Linked DNA regions of Mustela erminea: region 1 is linked to region 2. The links are chromatin contacts, called in public Hi-C maps. All regions are on one chromosome and are shown on one strand. The core of a region is the stretch at or near the end of the contact, and the rest is flanking DNA. Distances in the headings are between cores, read along the strand shown.

Region 1 (6,215 bases), core at 3,356-5,855, 120 kb before region 2:
ATACAAGGGGTGGTGAGAATATCCCTTTTTATTGGGGGAGCTACAAAACTACATGAAGTGTGAGACTATAGGATGGACAAATAATTGAGGACATAAATACAATCTGGCAAAAACAGGAGTTGAAATTTTTTAAAAAGACAAACGAGTAAATAAGAAGTGAAAACTTATCCCTTCATCCAAGCATCCACAGAGGACCATGACTAATAATGTCATTAGTGTTCCATTATTTTTTCTAGGGATGTAAAAAATTCTTTGACTTTTTTCAAACCTGAGAACAAACTTAAATACAGCTATGAAGGCTTAAAAAATCTGATCAAAGTATGTCCAAAGCCTCTTTTGATGTCATTAAATATTCTTAGACAATTTATTTTTGCTGTCTACATATTAGTTGAGCACAGAGATATGCTATATATTTTTAATCATTTTACTGTTGTTGGGCATTTAGTTTGTGGACATTATTTTCTTAACAAGTAGTAGGTATGCTTCCTGATGATAAAAATGACACTTTGTGCCATAGAAGCACATAGGGGGACATTCTGAAGAGGAAGGTTGCACGGTGGGTAGAGAGTGAAAATCCAGGCCTGGGAAAAAATTGTAAAACTTTTATGTGGTTGTACTTTCAGGAAATCTGTTTCTTCTTCGTAAAAGGCAGCAGCCATCTCTTTGCTTTTAGTAAGCTATATTTTGGCTCTAAAGTGACAACGAAAAATCATGACATCTCATAAGAAAAAAAATAACACATGACATCTCTGTGTATCAGCTTAACTCTGTAGTGTTTTATTTACACATACTGCCCTCCTAAATAATAAGAAGGCATGAGTAGCCAGCAATTTTAAGGTCTTGGTGATGTTTCCAAGTAGTTTTCTAACGGCCATGCCATCCAATTGGGAAAAAATTTATCCTGTTAATAGTTGGTCAATTATTTTAAAAGGTTGAGGAGTTTTCCTTTATTAAAAATACCTAAAGACCTACTAACCCATAAGATCTCTCTTTTTACTGAGATATAATTATATAAGTTAGTTGCAGGTGTACAACATAATGATTTTATATATGTCCATATTGTGATATGACCACTACTGTAAGTCTAATAAATACCCATTGTTCATAGAGAGTTTTCTTTCAAAATTTAAATACATCTTGGGATGGGAAGACCTGAGATCATTATTAGTCATTTGCAACTTAATATGATTATCAGGTCATGTTTGAAACAGCCAATACTGAAAGGCAGAAAAATGCATGAAAACATTAAACCATAAGAATTTACTTAAAGGAGATAAATATAAGGCTTGAAACTAATTACAGATTAGCTGCTAATTTATTTTCATTTGATAGTAACACTGACACCGGTAGAAGAGCGAACACAAGGGAGCCAATTACTGTGCCCAACGCTGCAATGGGTTCTGCTTTTATTACTGTGTCCATGCAGTTACTCACTCTGATCACTAGATGGTGCTTTTGTGCGCAAGAACTCCTGGCTTTGCAACCTTTGTTCCTTCCCTCCCCAAGAAGTGATTGGAAATTCAAGATACGCCTCCACCTTCTTAACTAATTAGCCTTTAACTTTAATAACCTTTAATGAAAAAGTGATAAAATTATTTTTATCAAATATGTCAAATCATATACATTATCAAATATGCAATCTACCCAAATTGTCTCTATAATAATATAATGTGAAAATTTTCCCAAGTAAAAGAGTAATTTGCCATCAACTTCTGCTTCTCTAAATCAATAGATCTGCTAAAAACAGTGCAATTTGTTGGGGGAGAACAACTTAGTAAGGGTCTTGGCTGAAGTTAACCAGTGTATCAAAAAATGCAGTTTTTAACCTTACACCATAACTTTTTAACAGAAAATTTGACTGATTTGCTCTTCCTTTTTGCACTGTTTTTTTGGTCCAACTATTTTAAGAAACTTTGGGCTAGGATTAAACATCCCTTACATGAAGATTTTGCTGCTCTCACAAGTTCTACCTCGCCTGACCCTCCTCTCGCCACCTTTGCAAGATCACCAACACAGTGTTTTAATTGGAAACTGACACAGCTGTTAGGTTGTCAGGGAGAATGGAAGCACAGTCATTCTCTAATGGGGCTGATACTCAACTGTAACACATTATCATCACCATTCATGTGGCTTTCTTCACATGCAAGCGTTCTAAGAATATATAAATTAGATGATCTGAGTGACAAAAATGATGCTCCAAACAGCCCGAGTCTCTGTAAAGTTTTCAGTCACTCACTAGCTAATTAATAAGACACCTCTTCAGTACAAAGATAACTGAAATAGTCCCTCAAACAACAAAACTCCATAGGACATCCACAGAGACAAGGCTAGTGTCCAAAAAATATCTTGACTCTTGTCCTTTACTTTTGTGCTAAAAGAAAAATTTTCTCTCTGTGTTAAGGGTATCCTCAAATTGTTAAAATTTCCAATATGAATGTACTGTCATATCACATTGTCAATACATCTGTTTAATTCAAGGTGGTTCTTTCCTCTAAGACTTAAGAAACAGAAAACATGTGTAACAGCAACTGGAAGAAATTTTCTCTTTAAGAATGGAAGAGTTGGTGAATGAAAATTCAGAGCAATAATCAATAATAGGATAGTCAGATTTAGCACAAATAAGCTGCTCAATGAATGAATTCTTAATTATTTAGAGTTTTATTGTGCAAGTATCGCTGTTGGGTCCGAGCGTGAAGAAGGTGGGTAAGGTATGAACACACTCTTATTTGCGGACATATGGTCACTAGGAGCAGTTTTATCATTTAACCTTGCTCCTAGACAACTATGATTTACACCCTCTCCTCTCTCAACAAAAAGTGTAGTGAATTCAGTGCTCACTTCCTTAATGGTGATCTAACAAATAAGGGGGAGGTAAGAAAATTTGAGTAAGGGAATTCACCTCCCTTTTTGTTGAGAAAGAATCAAGCATATGAAACAGAAAATATCTAGACAAAATAAAGGGTATAGGTATTGCTTCAGTTTCCTGAATAAAGCCTTCCCCCAGTCTGACCCCGACCCATCTCCTGCATTTTCTCGATTCACCGAGAAGCAGCTAAAGCCCTCTCTGCTCCCAGACGGGCCCTGTGCCTGGATGGCCCGGTGACTTGGTTCCTCTCTTCAATCTCGCTGGGATGCCCATTTCCCACCAGTTCCAGGTCCAAACATATCCGTCCTCCAAAATCCAACTCAAATTCCACTTGCTCATTAAAGATTCGCCGATTTCCCCAATGGGATGATCTCTGTCAAGCATACATCTCTAGAGCAATGGATGTGTCCACGGACGGATAACTGTGGCTGGCTGTCTATAAAACTAGCTGCACTCTAACGTAAGGGACTGACTATTCGTTGAGTCTCACTGGATTTCTGGGGGTTTTCCTGTCTTATTCTACTGAAAGTTCTTGGTTGGCAAAGAAGGGGACCATTTCCTAATAACTTTATATTTATTCAACAAACATGCTCAGCCACTATCAGCTGAATGAAAAGAGATAAATGCTTCCTGCTGCTCTTAGTGTATTCATCAGCGGGCGAGAAGTCATCCATGTGGGGCTCAGCGAGAGGAAGAAGAAAATGTTGCTGGTTCCTCAGTGTGTACCACAGTACGGCCTCACTGTGGTCCCAATATCCCTCCAGCTTTTCTTTGGACAGTGAGGACTCATTCTACGGACTGGAAGCTGAAGTCGATCAGTAAAAGCAATTTAATTCTTCTTCTGATACGGGGATTCTATGATCCCATGAGTTTTAAGGTATAATCAAGTTATAAGAGGTTCTGCTATTAGCAGCTCCATTACGAATGAAGTTGGTAGACAGGATTTGCAAGTATGTTTGCCTCCTACATAATGTATCAGTGTAGAGAAGACCTAACCTCTGCCCTCTAAGGGCAAGAGCTTCATTTAAAAGTGCATTTCTATCTATTTCCTGGTAGTTTATTTTTCTTTCTAATATTCAGTATACTTACAGAAACCAAAATTGATCTCAGTGTCAGAAGAAGAATATTTTTACTACCTTTGATCATTTCTTACAATGCTAAGAAGATAAATGGTTGCACAGTTATCTATGTACATAAAGTATATATTTAAAAATACTTTTTGTATGCAAGTGATGATACTCAGAAAGGGCATTTTGACCGAAAAAAATCTGAAGCTGTTGATTTGAACTTCCTCAAAATCATTCGATTCCTCTCTTCCTGCCCACAATCTGAGTTTCTGCTTACTCCCCTCAACTTCCACTCTTCAGAAAGGCTCTCACTGTCTCACCGAAGATTTGTTCCCGCCTTCCTTCTCCTGACCCCAGGCCCCTCGGTGTCGTCTTCTCTCACCCATGTCTCTTCAACCTCTCCTCTTGGATCCATTTTTCCTCCTTCTGATAAGCAGTATCAAGTTCCCCTCCTCTTAAAAACAACCACCTTCCTTAAACCTCTATCATCCTCTAGGTTCTAGCCGTCTATTTCTTCCCTTTTATGGTCAAGCTTCTGGAAGCAGATGGAATTCGCTGTCACCTCTTCTTCATCTTCCGCTCATTTTCTCAACCAACTCCCGTATGACTACTGCTCATAGCATTGTGCTGAAGTCATCCCTGTCGAGGCCCCCAGTGACCTGCTGAATCACGAGATGATTCAACTCTGTTCGTTCCCAACTTGACCCTATGAACAATTCTTCTGGAACCTTCGTATCTCTTGGTTTTGCAGCCTTCGCACTCCACTGGCACTCACACACCTCTGGCCACTGCTCTGACACACAAACACACTTTTTAACGTCTAAGGAGAGAATTCGTTTTTCAAGTACAGAACAATATAATGCAATTTAGCAAATACCTCAAATTCATACCCATGAAAGCTCAGAATTAATATCTAGAACATGGTGTGATATTTGCTATTGGACTCTTTTTTTCCCTAATTGTACCCTTACAAAAATTAAATTAATATACCCTATATTCTCCTTTCAAAAAAAAAAAAAAAGGAAAGGAAATACTGCATTTCCTTTAAAAAGCTAAAGCTTTCTTTATTCACCACTTTTAACACTATCTCCCTCCCTGCCCCTTCTCCTCAGGCAACCATTATCATGACATCATAAAACGAACTCTCCAGTTCATTTTCAAATTTTTACTCACACATACATTAGTCATATGTTATTCAGTTCTGTATGTGTTTCTTAGAGTGTTTTTTTTTAAAGATTTTATTTATTTATTTGACAGAGAGAGAGATCACAAGTAGACAGAGAGGCAGGCAGAGAGAGAGAGGAGGAAGCAGGCTCCCCGCTGAGCAGAGAGCCCGATGCGGGGATCGATCCCAGGACGCTGGGATCATGACCCGAGCTGAAGGCAGAGGCTTTAACCCACTGAGCCACCCAGGTACCCCTCTGAGAGTGTTTTCTAAGGCCAGTCTATGTTGCTATATAAAAACCAAATTCATACTATTTAATTGTGTTAATACATTTATTACTGTGACTCTGCAGCATTTGATATAGTCAGTCCTCCAATAATGAACATGTAGATTGTTTCTGATTCTTTGCTATTGCAAAGAAGGCTGTGCAGACGCTCTTTGTCACTGTCTCTTGGCCACATGGGAGGGATCTTCTCAGGTTCTTGCTTCAATTATATATATGCCCCACTCCATTTCCAAAGTTATCTTTCTGTAATAAAAACCCAATTTGTGACTTTCCTGCTTAGAATCTTCAACTGGCTCCTCCTTCACTGCAAAATAAAGGGCATAGTCTTGCACCTTCTATAGAGCTCTGCCTTATCTCAGCCGGCTTTCTCCCTCCTCTCCAAGTTCATCTCCCACCCCTTTGCCATATATCCTAGTCCTACTGGACTACCTTCAGTCTTGCAGCATTTTCCCTGCTTTCCAGGGACATTCTGGTCTCTTTCTCTGCATTTGCATGGGCTGTGCCCTGTGTTTAGAATATCATCCCCCGACAGACACACACACACACACACACACACACACACACAATCACACAATCTCAGCCTGCTAATTCCTTCCCATGCTTCAAAATTCAACTTGGCTGTCATGCCTGTGGGAGGCCCACTGTTCCTCTCCTTCTGAGATGATTAAGGCATTCAAGACGAAACGTGCATCTTCTAATAATGAACTGCCAAGGTGACCGGTCGGCATCTCCTTCCCTTGTGTCCATACATTAGGGTAAAGAGCCTACACTGTCTGCCCGTAACAGGCAGCAGATCAGGCATGAATGTTCTGGAATAGACCCCTGGGCCAA
Region 2 (6,185 bases), core at 3,541-6,040:
CAACAGAACAATTTAGATATTTCTTACCTGACACTATCCCACTGGCTGTTTCTGTGCACAAAACTCTCTGGAAATCTCTACCTTTTACGTGCTTTCATTACAGGTTTTCCCTCCACTTGTGGTGAAGAAATAGGCTGAGCTATTCTTCTCTTTTTTTGGCTCAGTCAACCTCGAGTCATACCATTACTTTGGAGACTTGGGCAGGGATGGATTTGACTCTATTCGAATAGAAGGACCCAGGCACCAAAGATGGTTCCCAATGAACCAGGCCTCCATTATCCGTGTTTTTGTGTAGCACTGGTCCTGTGATTTGCTCTAAACAATGTGGGTAGCAGAAGTGACTGGCAGATCCAAGTCTAAGCCTTAAGGACTAGAAGCTTCTGTTTTTCCATATTTGGGATTCTGAGCTTCCATGTAAGAAGTCCAACAATCCAGAAGAGACCACATGAAAGAAAAGCCCTGAGACTACACACAGGAGAACGAGGGAGCCCAGCTGACAGAGAGAACTGAGGCCCCAGATGGATGATCCCGGTGGAGCCATTATGGCCAGCTGTGGACGTGTCTTAGTGGAGAGTGAAGAAGCAATTGAGAACAGCTGGCAAGGGTAAGCCATCCCCTCTAGCCCTGTCCGAAATCCTGACCCTCAGACTCCTGAGGGATGATAATATTTTTTGTCATTTTTAAAAAAGATTTTATTTATTTATTTGACAGACAGAGATCACAAGTAGGCAGAGAGGCAGGCAGAGGGCGGGGGGGAAGCAGGCTCCCCGCCGAGCAGAGAGCCCGATGTGGGGCTTGATCCCAGGACCCTGAGACCATGACCCAAGATGAAGGCAGAGGCTTTAACCCACTGAGCCACCCAGGCACCTTATTTTTTGTCATTTTTTAAGCCACTAAATTTGGGATAGTTTTTTCCTCAACAGTGGATAACCAAAAAATCTTGTCAAGTAAATTTTCACCTCAGATATTTATCCAGGGAACTCGCTGATCATCTGTTATGAGCCAGGACAGTGTTGGATGAAACGAAGTTGTCCTGCCTCAAGGTGCTCTAAAGGAAGACATGGACAGATGCACCAAAAATTGAACTATAGTCTGCCAAGCACCAAGAGAGAAGGTGGCGCTCTGGGAGGATGGGCAGAAAACACACACCCTTGGAGAGCCGCAGAAGGCTTCCCAGAGAGCTGACAGAAGAGGTGGTCCTGGAAGAGCACTGGGCAAACCAAGATGAGGGCTTACCAGAAAGAACAATAAACAATATTAGCCTGGTGACTGGTGTTAACATCTAGTTTTGATGAAGTTCTAAAATCTAGGTGAGGTTCGGTGGGCTGAGGTCCGGAGTCGATGACCAAGAAAGAATTCTTGAGACATCTTTGGTGCAAAATGGTGGTTTATTAAAGCACGGGGACAGGACCCGTGGGCAGGAAGAGCTGCTGCCCAGGGCTGTGAGGGATGGCAGGTTATGTACCCTTCGGTTGGGGGAAGGTGAGGGGAAGGAAGGTTTCAATGGAGTTTTCATATGCTAAAGAGGGCCTACAAGGTGCCTGGAGGAGGCCTTGCCCTGGTGGCTTGATCAACTGAGGGGGAGTGGATGGCGAGGGGTGTGCAAGGAGCCAGCAAAAAAAAAAAGCAAAGCAAAAGCTTCGTCTTCAGCCAGCCTCGTGCTCCCTCATCAGTATGGCGGTGAGGAGCATGGAGTTCTACCACGAGTTTTGGACCAGTGTGGGGGGAAAAAGAGCATGGACTTTCACGAGTGATTTAAAATCACTGAGCCTCCATTTGCTCATTTGTAGGATGAAGATATAACAGAATGTCCCTGATGGGGTTGTGGTGACGGAAGGTGATGCCGGATGTCCATTCTTTAGCCCAGTGCCTGGCATGGTATGTAGTCAACAAATGTTGGTTGATTAGTATCCATGTCCACATCAGCATCGCCTTGAGATGATCGCTTGTTCCCCTGGCATGATTTGAGAAAGCGCTAAGGAACACATCCCTGATGATTTAGAGTCCCTTACTTTTCCTTCCATCTGAGCCTTGAACGGGGACTCTGTCTCCGCTCTCCTCTCAAGCGTTTGGTATGTTCAGAATTTTTCATTCTTCAAGGTACTGATGTAAACGACAAGCCACACATCAAGCTCGTACTGGAGTTTGAGAAGAGATTGTTGCAGTCTATTTGCACGGTCAGGACAGCTGGATAGAAAATGCGTAGATTGATTCTGTGGCCACAGGAAGATGGCGGAGTTGAAAACAGCCCCGAGGAGATGCCCTGATTCAGATGAGCCCACAGGACACCCTCATGCTTTTCATTCCCCTGTGATCTGTCCCAGAACTGCTGCTCTGCAGGGAAATTTAAGACCCTGTGACCAGGACTGTCCAGGATTAGAATTCATAGACTCTGAGTTTCCCCTTGGCATCCAGCCCACCCAATCTGAAGGACACCAGCAGATAAGAATTTGGCACCATGACAGGGACTTCATGCAGCTGCTTTCCATGGGTACCAGCCAAGCGCTTGGGAGCCTATGGGGGGTGATAAGCAGACCCTTCTGAGGACCGGACTTGTTGGGTGGCCCTGGGTATTCACTTGCTCTTCCAACGTTGGTTTCTCACCTAAAACGAGCCACCCGAACTACAAGAAACCTTAAGACCTTTATATTTCTAAAATGCTCCTTTTTAAAAAAAAAAAATTATTTATTTATTTGACAGATCACAAATAGGCAGAGAGGCAGGAAGAGAGAGAGAGAGGAGGAAGCCGGCTCCCTGCCAAGCAGAGAGCCCGACGAGGGGCTCGATCCCAGAACCCCGGGACCATGACCTGAGCCGAAGGCAGAGGCCCCAACCCACTGAGCCACCCAGGCGCCCCTAAAATACTCCTTTTCTTAAGGGTCTTTCAAGCAGCAGTGATGACTCCTGCTATTGTTGTAAGTTACAGATAGGGAGGCTTAAAGCCTGAGCAGAGGGACAAAGTCAACCTGTTAAATGTTTTAGATGAGCTCAAGCCCCTCAGGTGTCCCCGGACTTATTACACAGAATGGTGCTATTTCCATGTGATTTTAGTGTTGACCATACACTTTGCCACACACCCTTCACTTCTATTACAAGTCCTCTGTTCACCATGGTACAAAAAACCCCTTCTCTCTCTCTCTCTCTTTTTTTTTTAAGATTTTATTTATTTATTTGACAGAGAGAGAGAGGGAACACAAGCAGGGGGAGTCAGAGAGGGAGAAGCTGGTTTCCCACTGAGCAGGGAGCCCGATGCGGGGCTCTGTCCCAGGACCCTTCCTGAACTGAAGGCAGATGCTTAACGAGTGAGCCACCCAGGTGTGCCTCAAAAAGGCTTCTTTAGGAACTAGAGAAATCAAATAAGCACAGCCATTTTGGTATTTAAGCTCTTTCCTTCTAAAGGCAGATACTCACTAGCATTAAAAAATGGTGAAACAAGATTTGTCAGAACTTTAAAAAAAAAAAGATTTTATTTATTTATTTGTCAGAAAAAGAGAGAGAGAGAGCACAAGCAGAGCGCAAGGCAGACAAAAGGAGAAGCAGGCTCTCCGCTGAGCAGGGAGCCCAATGTGGGACTCGATCTCAGGACCCTGAGATCAGGACCTGAGCCAAAGGCAGAGGCTTAATGACTGAGCCGCCCAGGTACCCTCCTATCAGAACTTATAATAAATATTCTATGATTGTGTTTAATTTGACCCAGAATAAAAATTAAGTTTGGAAAACATCATATCCAAATAAAAGAATCCCTCAGCAAAATACTTAACAAACGAACAATCAAAGAAGATGGCTTTTTGAGGGGTGGTGGGTAACTTTTAGAAGCCTCGGTGGGAAGTAACAAAATTTGGGGGAAAAAATTTGGTCTATTGTTTCAAGAGCCTAGCAGTTTTTTCCCCCTTTCTCCTTTTTCCATGATTTCTCAAAACGTACTGTTGGTGCTTTAGAATCATCTCCTTTAAGGCTTTTGCATATCTTGAGACTTGATTCATCTGAGACTAGGTTTTTAAAAGACTCCTGGCTGGTGGTGGGCAGGATGGGTTGAAGGCAGCAGGAGGACCTGGGCTGGCCAGACAAGACCGACGGAGAGCCCCGGTTGAGAGTAGTGGTGGGGTTACAGGGTTGCATTCAAGAGACACGTTACTGCTAGCATCAGATGGACTGTGTTATACACTGGAAGTGGGCGATGAAAGACGGAAAGAAATTCACATCCACTACAGGGTTTCTAACTTGGGCCAGACAGTGAACGCCGAAGTCATCATGAGTCATCATTTATCACTCAAGTTTAAAAGGGCAAGTTGGAAAGAGTACAGAATTTAGAAACTTTGCCATTCATTCAGGAACTCCACTGTCCTTTGGCTTAAGGGGATTCTTACCAAATTTTGTCTCATTGTAGGGGTTCAGATTCGAAGGGGATACACTAATAACTAAAAGCTCAGAGACGAGGACTATTTGACTCAGAGAACAAAGGGTGGAAACAATGTCCTTGCTGGGTCTTGCGTGAGCATGCCTTTTTTTTTTTTTTTTTTTTTTTTTTTCTGTCGCTGGAGTAGAGATGTCTTCAGAATGGGAATCTTGGATTTTCATTTTTTATCTTTATGAAATTATCACCTTCATATGTCTGGTACAAAGCAAGTACTCAGTAAATATTTAACAAATTATTCTTAACAGAAAATAATCATCACTCTACTTTGGCTTCAATTCTGTTTCTGTTGTGAAATGATGATGATTTTGGAAAGTCCATTCTCCGGAGCAACCTGAGATAGTCATCACAGACAAGCAGGACGCTGGTATAATGAGTCACTGCTGTTTTACCAACTATGCTAATTCCTGCTACACACAGGCATGTCTGCTCTGCGCAGAATCTGGTGGTTCTCAGGATCTCTCAGACTGAAAACGTGAATGAGTACAGTAAAGGACAAAAGCTTTCGAATTGCAAGAGACAAGTTAATACTGTTAGCATGCTGAGTCTCATGCCATACACTTTAAAGGTCATGGTCGTTGAAATCACCCATTAGACCATTAGTAGTTCTGTTACTCTTTTAATTTACAGATAGAAACACAGGCTCATAAAGCTTTTGGGACTTGCTGAGCACCACAGAGGGCCCTAGCTCGTCGAGTCAGAGTTTAAACCTGGTTCTTTCAAAGACAAATACCATATCATTTCACTCACGTGGAATTTAAGAAACAAAGCAGATGAACATAGGGGAAGGGAAGGAAAAATAAAGATGAAGACAGAGAGGGAGGCAAACCATAAGAGACACTTACCTATAAGAAACTGAGGGTTGCTGGAGGAGTGGTAGGTGGGGGAATGGGGGAATGGGGGTTGGGCATTAAGGAGGACACTTGAATGAACACCAAGTGTTACAGGCAACTGATGAATCCCTAAATTCTACTTCTGAAACTAGTAGTACACTCTATGTTAATTCAGTTGAATTTAAGTAAAAAATTTAACACACACACAAACCTGATTCTCTCTAATTGGTAGAGTTAGGGTTTAAACCTTGTTCTCTCTAGCTCAGAATCCTAACCCTTAATCAATCCTAATCTAGCACCTCCCCAAAGACTTTTTCCAGGTAGAAAGGAGGCCGGTGGGAAAATGGTGCTCCCCAACAAGGATGCTCTAGCTTGGGATGTTAACTTGGGGTAATAGATAAGACACAGAGTTACATCTGGTTCTGAGTGCTCAAAATGGTATGGAAGTGAAGAAGGAAGCCATGGTCTGTCTGCTTGGGTGGCAGTACCAGCCAAAACAACTCAGAGAAAGTCACTTGTCCTCTATAAAGAGCTCTTTTCTTTTTGATCTTGTTTTCCTCTTTAGCTCCTGATGATGATGATGACTGGAAAAATGCCAAATGTATATGTGCTGAGCTAAAAAAGCCTCACCTGAGATTTTTCTCTCACAGGATTACATATCCTGGAGAGCTCTGCAGTGGAGACAGGAAGTGGCCAAGAGAAAAAAGCTGGAGGGGAAAAATAGAAGGAGGGGAGAGGCACAAAAAGCCGGGACTGTGGGCTGTTCTCACCACAAGCGTCATCCCGTGATTCCCATGATCGACCAGCCGATCAGTTTTAGATGTGTGTGATGGATACTTGCTTAACTGAGTTGAGAAAGAGACAACTTTCCACTAGAACAGGTAATTCGCTATTTTCCATCTTCACAAGGACAGGGCAAGAGACAGTATGTCTGAATT

The links. Hi-C and Micro-C count contacts between places; a contact is called where the count stands out from the background.
Region 1: a contact with region 2 is called in a Hi-C map of fibroblasts, with 5 times the contacts expected there. The contact joins two enhancer-like sites. A contact is called at or near these places in 2 of 3 Hi-C or Micro-C datasets (fibroblasts and spleen).

What each region holds. Positions count from the first base shown.
Region 1 is chr16:24,412,886-24,419,100 of mMusErm1.Pri, reverse strand. No RefSeq gene overlaps it. Among named protein-coding and RNA genes, the nearest start is that of TRPA1, 110 kb to the left of the region's middle. Within about 2 kb of position 4,605, the one cell type or tissue checked has open chromatin away from gene starts, as enhancers often do. A contact at or near this core is called in fibroblasts, where this site is marked.
Region 2 is chr16:24,288,951-24,295,135 of mMusErm1.Pri, reverse strand. No RefSeq gene overlaps it. Among named protein-coding and RNA genes, the nearest start is that of MSC, 12 kb to the left of the region's middle. Within about 2 kb of position 4,790, the one cell type or tissue checked has open chromatin away from gene starts, as enhancers often do. A contact at or near this core is called in fibroblasts, where this site is marked.